Regions from separate parts of the Salmo salar genome. Here region 1 is linked to region 2. The links are chromatin contacts, called in public Hi-C maps. All regions are on one chromosome and are shown on one strand. The core of a region is the stretch at or near the end of the contact, and the rest is flanking DNA. Distances in the headings are between cores, read along the strand shown.

Region 1 (4,321 bases), core at 559-3,058, 170 kb after region 2:
CGAGCGGTTTGCTGATGTCAGCGTTGTGAACAGACCGCCCCATGGTGGCGGGTATGGGCAGGCATAAGCTATGAACAACGAACACAATTGCATTTTATCAATGGCAATTTGAATGCACAGAGATACCGTGACGAGATCCTGAGGCCCATTGTCATGCCATTTATCCGCCGCCATCGCATAATGTTTCAGCATGATAATGCACAGCCCCATGTCGCAAAGGATCTGTACACAATTCCTGGAAGCTGAAAATGTCACAGTTCTTCCATGGCCTGCATACTCACCAGACATGTCACCCATTGACCATGTTTGGGATGCTCTGGATCGACATGTACAACAGCGTGTTCCAGTTCCCGCCAATATCCAGAAACTTCGCACAGCCAATGAAGAGGAGTGGGACAACGTTCCAAAGGCCACAATCAACAGCCTGATCAACTCTATGCGAAGGAAATGTGTGGCAATGCATGAGGCAAATGGTGGTCACACCACATACTGACTGGTTTTCTGATCCACACCCAACTTTTTTTTAATGTATCTGTGACCAACGGATGCATATCTGTATTCCCAGTTATGTGAAATTCATAGATTAGAGCCTATTGAATTTATTTCAATTGACTGATTTCCTTATATGAATTGTAACTCAGTAAACTCTTTGAAATGTCATGTTCAGTATATTTACAAAAGCGTGCATCTGTCGAAGAGCTCCAAAAGTAAGTAAATATCCATATTATATTAGACTGAAAGATATTACATAATTTCGTCAAACTTGTGTTCATTAGTTGCTCATTCAACATGTTTGCTGTTACTTCACTCAATCCCGTTTTAAAAGTATCCCATCCTAACTGTTGTACACTCATTCATTCCCTGAGACCAACCAGAAATGTTTCCTTGGCCAAATATTCCCCGATTTTCATGAAACAGCCACACATGTGGTATCTCGTTTCTTGCATCGCCAAATTGTTGTGTACGCTTCAATTGCTAGTTCCGTGCAGCGTTTGCAGGGGTGTGGAGCTGACAGGACACACTAGGCAGAATGTACCTTGATTGAAACAAAAATACAGGAAGGCTATATAGATCGTTGACACTATCTGCTCTAACTGGCTCACGAAACAGTAATTCAAGAAGATCTAAATGCATATTCACATGAATATGATGGAGATCAAATGATTGGCATGCAGACAGCCGAGGTTCGGACATTTCACTAGCAAAATCTGAAGAATTATCATTCGCGATTGACAGTAATGATGCCATGGCCTATTTTGAAATTAGGTATGCCTCACTTGGTATTTGAGGGTATTAAAAATATAAAATGTTATTGAGACAATAGGCAGACGCTCCAATTGTATGCATATTCTATAATTATATTATATTTCTGTCGGTACAAACTTTGTTTTCTCTCCGGCCCCTACATTTTTTTGCACTACACCATGAACAGGTGGGGGATTTGTGTGTCTGTGTAGCTATTTTAAATGTTTGAAAACCGCATTTGGGTAGCTATTTTAAATGTGGTCCCCTAGATTTGGTGTTTGCATATAGGAGCAGGTTTGGAAGACATTATATTTGAATTATCATAGTGAACTGTTCACCCAGAACCCTGTGAAAATCGGTGTTTGAAGCCAATATCACCTGTGCAGTCTTTTGGCCAGGCCTATGCTGCTTCAAAAAGTGCAACAAAATTTGGCTAAAACAGGGGAAGTTAATTTCGCAAGGAATTATAGGTATTCAATTCAGTCATTTTGCATTTTAAACATTTTGTTTAGCCTCGCCTTAGTGTTTTATTTGTCAAATGACGCTACGATCTAGCCAAACCCTCATTTTCCAAATATCTTCATTGACCGCTGGTCCACCTCCGTCTGCTTGATGATTTACAATAATGGCGACGCTTTTATTCTGAGTGTACTTCTGCGAGCCATTTGACAAAATAAATACATTTGAGGAAAAAAAATCTAATACATATGATAATAAACGTAGCAGGAAACAATTATTCCAACAAAAAAGGACTAAGCTACGCTACCTGGCTAATGTGTTACTTAACTTGTGGAGGTGGCATTCTTGCGGAGGCACAAGCGCTAACGTTAGCTAGCAGCTAACAAAGGTCTACAATTTCGTGACGATGTGGCTACTTTACAAGCTCTTGGGGTGACACTTTCTTGTGGTCTTGGGACGAAAAACAACTTAAAGGGGATACTGAGGCGTACCAGTTGTTTCCACAACGTTACAGAACAGCTTGTGGAGTGGAAAGTGCGTGCCATTCAACAGCTTAATTTGTCAGCTAACGTTAACTCGCTAGCTAGCATTTTGCCTATCTTGGCTTTGCTTCCCAGTTAACTGCGTTGTTGTTGTTTTTAGTTGGTAAACTAAACGTCTAACATTCACATTACGATACATTTGACTAACACCTTTGTCGCTAGCGTGTGTCTGCTATCTTGTTTTTGAACGTTACAGTAAGCAGGCTAGCCACACAGTTCGGCGTACTACTTGCAAACTAACAGGATATTGCTGAATTGTCTTCTTCTGGACAACAGACCGATTTTTCGTCGCAAAATTATCCTGTCGAACACAGTTAACTTTAGTTAGAAAGCTAGCACATTCTGCTAGCTGGCAATTTGCGAGACCTTTTCGTAAATGACTACCGGCAGGAATAACCGTGTGATGATGGAAGGAGTTGGTGCAAGAGTGATCCGTGGACCCGATTGGAAATGGGGAAAACAGGATGGTGGAGAGGGACATGTCGGCACCGTCAGGAGTTTTGAAAGTCCGGAAGAAGTGGTTGTTGTCTGGGATAACGGGACTGCAGCCAACTACCGGTGCTCTGGTGCATACGACGTGAGGATATTTGATAGTGCTCCCACAGGTAATGTTTGCCTTCTGGTACTGTGATCCTAAACATCGTGTTTCCTGTTTTCGTGTTTCATTTAGCTTACGCATTTGAGTGTTGATGTGTACGCTACACAGTTATTTGGCTACCACATATCAAGTATTGCAATGCACCAAGCGTTAGCGTCATGGAAGAGCCTAACAGGGTAAACTGAACTCCATACAGATCATGTGGCATGTCCACTTTTATACTGAACAAAAATATAAATGCAACATCCAACAATTTCAAAGATTTTACTGAGTTCCAGACTGTTAGTTAATACAGTTCATATAAGGAAATCAGTCAATTGAAATACATTAATTAGGCCTAATCTATGGATCTTATATGATCACATTGTGTCCCCAGCACAAGATGCACCTGTGTAATGATCATGCTGTTAAATCAGTTTCTTGATATGCCAAACCTGTCAGGTGGATGGATTGACTTGGAAAAGGAGAAATGCTCACTAACAGGGATGTTAACAAATTTGGGAGAAGGAACATTTTGTGAATCTTTTATTTCAGCTCATGAAACATGAGACCAACACTTTACATGTTTATATTTTTGTTCCGTGTACCTATTGTTCACCTAACACCTTTTTTTTTGCACTATTGGTTAGAGCCTGTAAGTAAACATTTCACTGTAAGGTCTACCTACACCTGTTGTATTCGGCGCACTTGACAAATAAACTTTGATTTCATTTAGAGTTAGTGAATGATGGTATGAGGATGGCAAGTTGAGTGACCCCAGAGCCTCTGGCAGAGGGATCATTTCTTAACACGTCAAATTAAATCAGATTGGTTTGACGTGATACCTCCGTCTTCTTACCATTTCCTAACTGCCTTATTAACACTCCCTCTCAGGTATCAAGCATGACGGCACCATGTGCGACACCTGTCGTCAGCAGCCTATCATCGGGATCCGCTGGAAGTGTGCTGAATGCAACAACTATGACCTCTGCACCACCTGTTACCATGGAGACAAGCACCACCTGCGACATCGCTTCTACAGGATCACTACCCCTGGTAGCGAGAGGTGAGTACTGTCCACTGCCCCGTGAAGCCAATGGTTGCATTCCAGGACATCTTTAATGCAGTCACATTACGCGTTGTGAGATCTGGGATGTATTCCTTATACAGATTCAGTTGTAAAATGTTTTGACATTAAGAGTTTACTCCAAACAGAAAACATTTCGCAGCAAAACAATAGTCCCTCCATGTTTCATTCCGTTTGTTCTGTTTGCTTCCGCTTGGTTTTTAAACGGTAGACGGCTTCCATCGCAATATGTAATGAATGCACCTCTGATTATCTTCGCAGTATGACTGCAACAAAGGTAACATGGAACACACGCCCTATGCGTAGGGGTGCTTTGTCAACTCAGCCCCACCTCTATGACAAAATGTATGGTTTAGTGAGGAGTTTAATGATAGCAGTTCCTATCTACATCCTTTGGTTGGTTATGTTGAG
Region 2 (4,274 bases), core at 489-2,988:
AGGCAGCCCCAAACACTGTCTCATTTGTTCCACTGTCGGCCCTTTAATCTTCAAATGGAAATAAATTAATTTACAAATAAATCAGTGACTTGTGTCACTGCAGGTTGCACTTAGGTTTACGACTTCAACTTGAGACATGCATTTCCTTTTCTGGTTCTATGCACTATGATTGACTGACTATCTTCGTGGAAACAACTAACTTATATACAGTGTAACGTTGGCTTTCTGTCTTACTATTTCGTCTGCAAAATACCCTCAGGGTCAAACAGGACAATAGCAACTTCAACGGTGTTGGTTTGAAAATAGCTGTAGCGAAATTTGGCAATTGTAATTATAACAAGAATGAGACATGAAACTTTGTTGATTAATAGTTATTCAGTCCTGCTCTAGCTAGCATAGATGCCCTAGCTAACTAGAGTAACGCTATATGACTTACCATCGCTGTTTTGGATGCCACTTGTTCAGCTTGCTAGCCAGTTAAGAAATGTTAGTTAACAAACGTTAACTACCCACTAGTTAAGTGGTTAGCTAATCTTCAAGATGACGACTGGCTACCAAATATAGCCTACATACAGCTAGTTATTCGTATAACGTTAGCTAGTTGCCGTTAATAACAATCAGGTAGTTAGCAAGTTGATTAGTTAAATTAAATAGTACGTTCATTTAAACAAACCACAAACTTAGCTAGCATGCGTATGTTAGTTAGCTAGCATTAGCTAACATTAGCTAACAAGCCAAGTTCATTGTCAGGCTAGCTAACATTAACTTACCAAAAGGCAATCCGTGTTTATTTCAGACTTCGGGTCCTTCAACATGGCATCGATTTTCTCAAAACGAGCCTCCAAACTTTCTCCAGCAGACATTGTTGCAGTTAGGTAGAGTTCCACGCCGGTGTTATAATTAAAATTAGTTAATCTAGCTATAGGGCTAGTTAGCTAGCCTAATGTTCTTCCCTTCGCGTGAACTCAGTCAGTGTTTAGCTAGCTAGCTACAATTCCGTAGAACCCGCAGTTTGAATCAAAGAAACGTGTTTCTTCTCGTTTTTTCACAGACGATGAAACGTTTGATATTCAAAAGCCACATTTTAAGAGAAAAATGTTTCCCCAGCTCAGATTTGGAAGAGAACTTCAACAATTCAAAATAAGATAACTGCATCGACGAGATTAGTCGGCGACCACAGGATGCAGCTGCGGAGTTGTGCAGGACTTTAAAAGATAACGATACATCCAAAATCAACTTATAAAAATTAAACCGTTTTTTAAAAAATCCGGCGTTAGGTTGCAAACTAGCCACATTACTCCAGGCCTGTCCATCGGTGCCAGACCCTTGCAAAAAAAAGTCAAATAAGTCTGACAGCTGCAAAGTAGAAGTGGCGAAAAAAAAAAAAAACTTTGTTTCCAAATTTCGATCAGTTTAAAACACGGTCTTGTTAAAACATTTCATTACTGTCCTTTCGTAGTAAACCTCACATGGTCATCGGCCATTGATGTTGAACGATACAGACGGAAATCGTGCTGGTTCTACATAGATACATCGGCTTTTGATCTGTTATTTTTCGAAAAATAGACTATGCCCGATTTTCTCCCCACTGCCTGACAAACATGTCCGCCTTCCTGTTCAAACACCAGAGAAGAAACTTTGAAATTTCAAGCACTGCGCATGAGCCACACTGGTAGCGCGTTCAAGGAGTTCACAGGCTGGGTTGTTGAGCACGCGATCACGATGATGACAAAGGTCGCGTTCCACTGCTTTCTGGGGATTTTCATATAACACGATAATTCGGATAGCCACTCAAGCTACGCCCTTACTGGGCGTTAGCAAGCTAGAGAGTAGGCAATGTAGTGCTTCGTATCAACAGCCAATCCAGTAGGGTCTGGAAGCTATGGTGAGCTCCCTCGCCCATACCTGAATCACCCAACTGTCCCCCTGTCCACTTCACTTCCCTCCATTGCACCCAAAATGAATAGGGCTCTGTAACATCATCGCCCCCATCACGTTATGTGGAAACGCACTATTACCGTACATTTTATCCAAAGATCTTTTATAACTAAACCAAGATAGACCATAGCCCGTCGTTTCAAATGAGTCATAGTGGGCGGAACATGCAAGGAGGTGGGCAACACAAGCTAGCGAGATCCTATTGGCACGTTCTAGCATTATTTGCATATTTCTGTTATAGAAAGCCTACTCTGTGAAGTGCATGTGTACAATAACTCAATTTGCCTTTGCACTGCTTCAAGACAATGTATTTAAAAAAAAAAAAAAAAAATCGTAACATATTATAGATTTGGGACCAGAAAACTGCATTGAGCTTTAATGTTTCATCGATGACAAAATTAGCAGAATGTCAGCCAAAATGAATATCCTTCCATTTACTCCCACTGCCGGCCACGGCTTCCTACTCACTATCATATTACTAGTGAGTGGACACAGAAGCTGATGCTTCACATCTATATACATCCGGTGAAATATCTGTCTCATTGTTCTATTGGTGTTTTGACTAGCAATTGTACTTCACCCTCCTGTGGGTGCTAGCAAGCTTCCATCAACAGCCAATCCAGTAGGGACTGGAAGCTATAGTGACCTTCGATTGGCAAGCGCACCGCGATGTCGCAGAGTATTTGCATAAAGTTCAGCTTTCCACAACTTTGGTCCTGCGCCGTTCACGTCCCTCGCCCATGCTCGCATTGCCCAACGGTCAATTGGAAATGAATGGCTTTCTGTAGTTTCATCGCCCTCATGTCTTAAGTTCAGAGGCAGTGTTAGACATTGCCATATCTTACCACGCCTGGATAAGTACTTTACCTATCAGCTAACCATATCATATTTTATAGCAATCTGACAGTCAATGACACAGTCGATGACATGCACGCAACCATTGGTTGATGAATGCAACGTCACAGTGGAACGCAACCATTATGTTGCAGTGCCCAGCTCATGAGCTTGTTCGACATCCCAGTCTTTTCAATAGAAATGTCAATTCAACATAAGGAAGCCGGGCAAAAAAACATTCAAAAGTAGGCAACTACATCCTGAAAACACACATTCCAATCTTATCCTACTATCCTACTTACTTATCCTACTGTATTTATTTATTTATTTATTTATTTATTTATTTATTTAGCTCCTTTGCACCCCAGTATTTATACTTTGCACACTCATCTACTGTCAAATCTAACATTCCAATGTTTTAATTGCTATATTGTATTTACTTCGCCACCATGGCCTATTTATTGACTTTACCTCCCTTATCTCACCTCATTTGCTCACATTGTATATAGACTTATTTTTCTACTGTATTATTGACTGTATGTTTGTTTTACTCCATGTGTAACTCTGTGTTGTTATATGTGTCGAACTGCTTTGCTTTATCTTGGCCAGGTCGCAGTTGTAAATGAGAACTTGTTCTCAACTTGCCTACCTGGTTAAATAAAGGTGAAATAAATATATAGATAAAAAATAAAAATCCAATCTTATCTTAACATTAGAATTATTCCACAATGCTGACGACAGACAGGGGTGGCAAAGGCACCCCTAGATATAATTTGTGCCCACCCTGTTCTGTTTCTCCATAAACACAACAAATAGTATACGAATTACCATGCTCAGTTCTGCCAATATAGCACCACTGGGCCTGTTCATGATCTTTTTATTATTATTATTTTTTTCTTCGTTTTTTTTACTTTAACCCCTTTTTCTCCCCAATTGGTAGTTACAGTCTTGTCTCATCGCAACAACTCCCGTACAGACTCGGGAGAGGCGAAGGTCGAGAGCCGTGCTTCCTCTGAAACACAACCCAACCAAGCTGCACTGCTCCTTGACACAATGCCCACTTAATGTGTCAGAGGAAACACTGTGCACCTGGTGACCGTGTCAGCATGCACTGCACCCAGCCTGCCACAGGAGTCGCTAGTATACAATGGGACAAGAACATCCCTGCCAGCCCAACCCTTCTATAACCCGGACAATGCTGGGCCAATTGTGCTGCATGATGAAAATGGTGGTCACACCAAATACTGACTGGTTTTCTGATCCACGCCCCAATCTTTTTTTTTAAGGTATCTGTGACCAACAGATGCATATCTGCATTCCCAGTCATGTGAAATCCATAGATTAGGGCCTAATTAATTAATTAAAATTGACAGATTTCGTTAAATGAACTGTAACTCAGTAAAATCTTTGAAATTGTTGCATGTTGCATTTATATTTTTGTTCAGTCTAAAACAGCTTGTTGCATTGTGGTAAAAAGCATATCATCCATAGAAGGGTTTTGG

Evidence for each region. Hi-C and Micro-C count contacts between places; a contact is called where the count stands out from the background.
Region 1: a Hi-C map of gill shows a contact between it and region 2, with 2.9 times the contacts expected there. The contact joins the promoter of LOC106569317 here to the promoter of LOC106569322 in region 2. A contact is called at or near these places in 2 of 3 Hi-C or Micro-C datasets (gill and muscle).

The regions. Positions count from the first base shown.
Region 1 is chrssa14:32,704,172-32,708,492 of Ssal_v3.1, forward strand. It overlaps LOC106569317 (E3 ubiquitin-protein ligase mib1), which reads left to right and starts at 1,809. Exons shown (of 23, transcript XM_045694221.1): 1 at 1,809-2,851; 2 at 3,718-3,889. The coding sequence starts at 2,623.
Region 2 is chrssa14:32,538,828-32,543,101 of Ssal_v3.1, forward strand. LOC106569322 (rho-associated protein kinase 1) reads right to left here and starts at 1,739. Exons shown (of 33, transcript XM_014140558.2): 1 at 771-1,739. The coding sequence starts at 863.